Regions from separate parts of the Mus musculus genome. Here region 2 is linked to region 1. Evidence: chromatin contacts called from public Micro-C data. All regions are on one chromosome and are shown on one strand. Each heading gives the region's core, a stretch centred on a gene start, on an enhancer-like site or on the middle of the called end of the contact. The rest is flanking DNA. Distances are from core to core; before and after follow the strand shown.

Region 1 (3,593 bases), core at 380-2,879:
GTAGCTGTGTTCTTGGAATGCTAGCATATAAAAAGGTGTATGTGTGTGTGTATGTGTGTGTATCCACACATATGCGTGTGTGTGTGTGTGTGTGTGTGTGTGTGTGTGTGTATGTATGTATGTATGTATGTATGCATACACATGTGTGTGTATACATCCTGAGAAGAGAGGAGAGCAGAAATTGAAGAGTGTCCGCCTCGCTGGCCTCACTCTGTGAATTCTACACATTATTTTGTCATTTATGTCTCAGGCCACCTGAGGAAGAGTCTTACATCCTAGTTAGCAGATGGTGAATCCAAAGTCCCAGTCCATACAGCCAAGAAGCAGGGAGATAGATAGATCTTAAAACTCCTGCATGCTACCTTAGAGGCCTGAGAGCAGGTCTACATCAGACCTCTCCTCCCTGGGCCAGGCCCTTTGCCTAATAGTCACAAGAGGTTAGTGGGCCAGAAAGTCTCATGACGGGACATCTCAGTCCATCTGCGTGGACTCTGGGGGAGCCATGTGGGACTTGGGGTGAGGAGAGAAGGACTGCAGATCATGAGCAGTGCTTGGCACTAGGCACGCAGCTCCCTGCTCCACAAGCTTGCATGAAGCTTCAGGTTTGAGTCTCCTCACACTGCTCCAGTGTGAGTTCAAGGACAGCCTGGGCTGCATGAGGCCCTGACTCCAGAAGGAAGGGAGGAACTGTGGATCAGCAAGGTGTCTCGGTGGGGAAAGGTGGTCGCCCTCAAACCTGGAGACCGGAGTTCAGTCTGGGGACCCACGGGGAGGAAAGCGGGAACTGACTCCCACACGTTGTCCTCTAAGCGCCGCACATGCGCCGTGGCACGTCGCCCGCCCACACAAATAGATGAATAAGATTTTAGAGTGTTTAAATTTAAAACCCTCACTTAAAACGAGAGGGAATTCAGTTCCGATATACTGGGAATGCTGTGTTTGTTCTGACAGCCAGGATGAATCTAGACAAGTGTGGGGGGGGGCGCTCTGCCTGTGTCCCCATCCCAACACCCAAAAATATGCCCACTGTCCCGACCAATACCGGAGGACGATTGGCCCTGACTCTGCTCGCCTCACTCCTTGGTTTCTGCAGGGACCCCTCAGGCAGTGAGCTCTGCTCTCTGTTTATTCCCCCCTGTCCAGCCTGCCCTGATGAAATTCTTGAAATTTCATGGCGACAGGCAGAGTCCTGCTAAACTAGTTTTTGTTCTTCAGCCTCGGGGCCACTGAGCCCTCTGTTGAGGCCCAGAACAATGTCCCAATGTTCAGAGAGACTCCAAGTGGGTGGTGGTAGGGTCTGTGCAGATCAGAACCATCTTGCCCCAGTCTGCCTCGAAGGCCAGCTTCTTTCTGTCTCGGGGGCCAAAGTGTTGCTGGAAAGTCCCTCTGCCAAACCGGGAAAGCCCTGGCTCCACTACCAACCTCAGCACCCTGGGCACGTACCCTGGCATCCCTATGGTAGCTCTGCTCTTGCGCCACAGGAGCAGGCACACAGGGACAGGCCGTCTCAGGGGTAAGATGGCATACCTGGGAAACAGGAATAAGGCTTTCCCGGGGAAGAAGGAACAGAGCAGGCAAGGTGGGGAAGGGTGAGGTTAGATGCAGAGACTCGCTGTAGCGGGGTCCAGGCTCCTCCCACTTCCTGAGGCCCAGGCTCCTCCCACTTCCTGCCGGGCAGCGGTGGTTGATCCAGGACCAGCTGGTAAAACTAGGAAGTCCCAGGAGGAGATGGACCGATCACCTCATTTCCCCATGTCCTAGGTGGTCTAGGACAGAGGGAACTATCAGCCTGCCTCAGACCCAGCAGGGGGACAGTGTAAGGGCACCTTGGCAATGCGGCCAGGTTTCTGAGAGTTTGAGGTGACTGTTTTTGGGGTCCCCACGTTCTCAAACTCAACTGGCCTGCTTGCAAGGCAGGGCACCAGCTTTACCTGTGACATTTTAGTCAGAATTCAGGATGCATTGTGGCTGGGAGCAGAGCCTTGGTGGCAGTGGCTTTACAACCTGTGTAAGTCGCTCAGCCATCCGTGGGCTGGTTAGAGCAACAGACGCCGTGTGGAGCACGCCTTGGCTGCTTCCCCCGCTCTTCTCACCTCTCCCTGGGACGGAAATGGAAGGTGGGAGAGAGGTCCAGGGAGAGTCCCTCCTGCAGTCTTCCTTTACGCCTAGGTATTTACTGAGCACCTACTATATGCTAGGAACTACACAGGCCAACTCAAGGCTACAACTAGGTTTGAATCTTGCACTGAGTTAATCTTAGTGGTCCAGTCAGAACACACAGCGCTGCTGTGACCTTCAGTGGACCACTTCTCTTCAAACCCCTGATTCTTATTTTGTACCCAGGTTCAAAGGTTCCTCTCCCGATCCCGTACAGATGGGAAACTGGTAATGAGAACGGACCTGGCTCTAGCTGTAGGTTATGTTTGGAGGCGTCTCACAGAGCCCTCCCTCCAGGTTCTTCCCCTAGGTGCTTAGGCAGCCAGCTGGTCTCCGGCTGAGGCACTGGGGTTGAGAGCCAGCCCCACCTTATGCTGGGCTGCGTCCTGGTGAGACCCTCAGCTAGGCAACTCTATTCATCTGTCATCATTCGTCTGGCCAGGGACATGGGCCACCCTGTGCTCCCAGCAACCCATCCGCGGCCACTGGCTAATGCACAGAGAATCTCTTCATAGAATCGGTCTTACCCAGCCCGGCCCAGTGGCTGTGGGTCAGAGAGAGATTGGATGAGGAAGGGCACAGGACTCTGTAAGTGCATTCTGCCCACCTCCACCACAGTCCCTTCTACCTGGGTGCAAAGGTGCCCACGGGAAATGTGTCCGCACCGAGGAACAGAGCCTCTGTGTCCCCGCTACCATGCTGGATAGACCAACAGGAGGGACGAGGATTCAAAAGCCCTTGTCTGGCCTGACCGTCACTCCAGCAAAGGTCAGTGAGGGCTTGGTGCAGGCCGAAAGGCTGTCGTCAGGGCTGACACAGGGTTTCTGGCTCCCTTAAACAAGAGCGTAGGGAAAATATAGGGGTGCCTCTACAGGGTGACCTGGGGTCCTGGTATTTTTCTCACATTGTGCTTTCTGTTCTCCCCTGATCCCCAGCCTTGGGAGGAGTTGGGGTGTGGGTGTCTCTCATTTCCACATACTTCCTGTCTCATGGCTGAGGCCCAGGTACCCTGGGGCATCTCCATCAGGACAGGTAAGCCCCATCTACCCACCCACGCAGGTCTATCCAGCAGGCAGGTGTTCTGCCTCCCCCAGGACGGGTGGCCCCTTTCTCCTCAAAGCCCAAAGGCTCATTCTGACCATAGCTGTCTACTCTTGAGTATAACCCCCCAGTTGGTGACCTCTCAGGGACAGTGCAAATCAGAGCTGAACTTAAAACTGGGCCTTCTCCACTCTGACGCAGGCCTTCTGATGGCACCAGGGAGAAGGCTGTTCATCAGCTGACTATATACTTTGTGAGGCCCAGGGGCCAATGTCCGAGGTACAGCCTCATCCCTGGCAAGGAAACTCAGTCTGAGGGAGGAAGGCACTGCAAGGGAGTGCTCACCCTGTGGGAGGCAGCAGATAGCATCACAGGTGCTGAACCCAGCTCCACCT
Region 2 (3,844 bases), core at 96-2,595, 560 kb before region 1:
TGAAGGGCTTATATGGCAGGTTAGGATTATAGACCAAACTAGTCCCGAGAGTGGACAAGAGAACATTAAAAGCTCTGGGGTAAGATAATCAGGTTCAAACGACAAAGGAATGTAACAAATGATCCTTATATTAATAAGAGTATGCAGCTTGTTAGAAAACGCTGAAGTAGATTTTGCTGGCGGACGACAACCCCAGAGTGCATTGAAAGCACTAACCTTGACATTCCACACATAACACAAGCAACACACACACACTTCCCCCACCTGTTCTGGGTGTCCTGTCCATTGAACATGGAGACATTTTAGAAATACACAGCTCTTTTGAGAATGTTCCCCAAGGTTCCTTACCCTTCCCTGGCCCCCAAACTCTGCGATAAGAATCCCCCACCACCCCCAATCAGGAAAGGGGTGTGAGCAGCAGGCAGCCAAAGACTTAGAAGTACCCTGGGCCAAGGGCCAGGGTCTATTTTTAGGACATTCTCTCATTGTCTGTTTATCCCGCAAACTCAGCCTAAAGCGTTCAGGAGAGTGTCATTTGGGCTGGATGGAGGAGGAAAGCGAGGTGCTCCCAAGATGCTCCCGAGGTGCTCCCGAGACCAATGCCAGTAGTAAAGTGATCATCTCTAGACAGTGTTATTTCCTCAGCTTCTCCTAGGAGCTCCCGAAACGAACTGAAAATTTATTCCAGCCCTTTCCAGCCCCTCCCACCAGTTGTAGGAATGTGCTACTTCACAAAGGGAAGATTGTTGATATACTATTAAAGTTTTGTTTAAAGTATGAGTTCTACTGTGCTCTGTTCCAGCGCTTCCTGCTCTAAAAGCAATACTACATTGACAACTGGAAAACAGAGCGCCCCCTAACAGCCTCCGGTCATCTTCCTCCTTTGTGCCTTTCTCCCGCCAAGAGACAATGCGTACATTAACCAAAAAATTTAGCAAACTGTTTTAATCCAGTCACAATGCAAGAGGGACAGTGGTTCGCCTTGTGTCTCGTTTTATATTTTCCTCGAGGGACAAAATAGGTGGCCCCAGGAATTCCACCGGTTGTAAAACGCGCCACAGAAATGCGAGCTGACTAACAGCACCTTAACCCTTTACATCCTGCAGCCTAGACCTGATTTTAAGGACGTCCTTCCCGGGTCCCTTGTCTCCCTCTTTATTCCTCTCCGGCAGCCAGATCCTTCTCGTCAGGTGGCTCTCTAATTTCGCTGCCCTCTCTGGAGCATCCGAGAGACCCAGAGGATGGTCTCCGAGGCGGGTCCAGAGTCCCTTACCGGCAACCGTCACGGTCGTCCTTAAGGACCTCCGCCCGGCGCCAGTAAAGGCGGGTGTTTTGTTCTTATAAGGAGCAAAAAGTTTCCGTGACAACGCGGAAATGAGTAACTCTGTTGCCCAGTAAAGCTGGGCGGGAGGAGTCCAGGAGGCGGGAGCCGCCTTGGTCTAGTCGCCCGCATCCCTGGATCCCCGGCAGCCTGCAGACCCGGGACCACGACCCGCGCTTGGAGCGAGGCCCACTCGGTATCCCTGCGGCGGCCGCGGCCGAACGTAAGTGCGGGGTTCGACTATGAGGCTTTGCTGCCCCCACAAGCTGAGTGTGTGGGATGAAGGGCGCTCAGGGGACGGAGGATCCCCGTAGATGTGCGTGGGAGATCGTGACCAGGAGCTCTGAGGGACGTCTGCGGGAACCCTGGCCGGGACCGACCCCGGGAACTCTTTTAATGCACGCCCAGGAAGTGGGCATTATCTCCCTCATCACTCTCCGGGTGTGATGCACTGGGGTCTCTCTGCCCTCGTCTGCGCCACGGAGCCCCCAGTGCCTTCAGCAATCTGAGAGGCAGGCGGCTTCTGCTTCGGAGCCCCTAGCCGTGCCACGGGTTTGTGCCTAGAGCCGGGACCTTCCATCTCTTAAACCGTGTTGGGTAGCCGAGTCTCAGTCCTGGGAGAAAGGAACGGGAATGACGTTAGTTTCTTCATAGCTTGTCTTGACGCAAGGAGGTTGCTTCAGGCCGGATGAAGCCCCTGCCACTTCCTCTTTCAAGACTCCTAGTGAAGTAGACCCTGCACGTTTTTCTCTTGGGCTGTGTAGTCTATGCCCCATTCTCAAGGCCCACTCTGAGCCTCCCTCATTCTGGCTGACAGGTGAAGAGACTCAGAAGTTCCTAACCCCGATTCCCCGTACAAAATGGGAAAATAGTGACAGAACCAGGGAAGAACTACATTTAGCCTTTTGCCCCTCTACCTAGTATGAGACTGGTCATTCTTGCCAAAACAGAAGAGGCCAGATACTGGTACCATGTAAGCCAATGTCGGGTGGTTTTCTGTTGCCTTTCGGATTTCTTCTCTTTTACAAACTAGCTCTGTTTTGGGAGAGGCTACCAGCTGAACCCAACACAGCTTTGTGTGGCCACTCGTCCAGGTCAGCGGTGAGAAGGGTGACAGAGGCCGCTGTCATTCGCCTCCTGCCTGCCTGCCAGCCTGGTATGCCTAAGTGGCCTTCGTTATTTGCTGATTCCGTGTGAATGTCTGCTGCCCCAGGCATTCTGCCTTCAGATTTTTCCACTTGTGGGTAACCACGTGGTGGTTATATTCACTTTCTGCCTGGATCCCTGAGGAAGATGGGGAGCCCTCTGCTCACACATCTCCCTTTCTGTGGGTAACTTTCTTAGACGCAGCAGTTTAAGGTTCTGAAAGGGGGCAGAGACCTGAACTTTTAACCTGATGCCATCATCCCAAAAATTGTTAGCTCTCCGGGCCAGGAGAGAAACATAAAGGGTGTGTGGGTGAACTTTTTAATCAGAGGGCAAGAAGGTGCCGCACCTTCTGGGAGATAATTGCTCACTGTCTGCAAGATGCCTGGTTTTATGGTTTTCCCTTTTGGGACCCTCTGGGATTAGTGTCAGACGTAGTCCTGTTTGACAAAAGCATGCTTTGTCTCCATGGAGTCAGCGGTATGCACCTGGCATTCTGCAGCCTACAAGAGTGAGGCTGGGCCAGCGGAGAACACTAGCCCAGTTCTCAAAGCCACTTGTCAGGGACACAGTGCTGGCAAACTAAAACCTGTCCAGGGGAGATGGGCTGAGATTATGTGGACAGTGAGGAAGGTACATCTGGTGAGAAAGGAGGGTTACAGCAGATATAACCCAGGGATGAGCTGCACAGGGGTGTGGGTGTGGCTGTCAGCTGTTCCAAGCATTGAAATGGCTTGCTCAGTCTGGCCTCAGAATCCCTGGTTAGAACGGAGATGCAGCTCTTTAGAGAACAGCCATTGGAGCCCAAGGGGAAATGTGCTCGAATCAGTGTGAGCAGAGGTTTTGTGTATGCCTTTGTGTATCCATGTTTGGAGGGGAACGGTACCCCCCTAATAAGGATCTGAGGGTGCTGCAGTCTGCGAAGCTGTAGTAGTCTTTCCAAAAAAAAAAAAAAAAATCGAAATGTAATTCATGCTGAATGTCAGTCCGTCTTGGATGCCCTCATCCAGTCGTAATAGAACTCTGAGGATGCTGAGAGCAGACGGTAGCCTCCAAGGCCACCAGTCCTCTGTGTGAATTGGAATAGGGTCCCCACTCTTAGCAAGAGGATGCTATTTGGTGCCATATAACACAAGGACCTCATCGCCAAGCAGCTGACAGTCATGCATGCTCCTGCAGCCTGGTCTTGAACAAAACACTAACTGAACAATCATTCGTAGCAGTCAATTATTGAGAGTTTAACATGGGCTGTAGAGCTTGCTCGGTGGTTAAGAGCACTGGCTACACTTCCAGTAGCTCCTTTACCCTAACTCTAGGTCCAGGAAACAGACACCCTCTTTTGGCATCCAAGGACCTAAGACATGCAAGTGGTACCCA

The links. A called contact is a pair of places that touch in the nucleus more often than the background predicts.
Region 2: a Micro-C map of embryonic stem cells shows a contact between it and region 1, with 1.9 times the contacts expected there. The contact joins the promoter of Itprip here to the enhancer-like site in region 1. A contact is called at or near these places in 6 of 39 promoter capture datasets (the 3T3-L1 cell line, 3T3-L1-derived adipocytes, the HPC-7 cell line and 2 more), 11 of 484 Hi-C or Micro-C datasets (B cells, cardiomyocytes, cerebellum and 6 more) and 6 of 115 datasets of contacts at active chromatin or transcription factors (craniofacial prominence, embryonic forebrain, embryonic limb bud and 3 more).

The regions. Positions count from the first base shown.
Region 1 is chr19:47,357,422-47,361,014 of GRCm38.p6, reverse strand. All of the region lies in intron 5 of Sh3pxd2a (SH3 and PX domains 2A), which reads left to right. Among named protein-coding and RNA genes, the nearest start is that of Gm36885, 69 kb to the left of the region's middle. Within about 2 kb of position 1,629, at least 64 of the 459 cell types and tissues checked have an H3K27ac peak or open chromatin away from gene starts, as enhancers often do. A contact at or near this core is called in craniofacial prominence and embryonic stem cells, where this site is marked.
Region 2 is chr19:47,916,824-47,920,667 of GRCm38.p6, reverse strand. Itprip (inositol 1,4,5-triphosphate receptor interacting protein) reads left to right here and starts at 1,345. Exons shown (of 2, transcript NM_001362458.1): 1 at 1,345-1,544.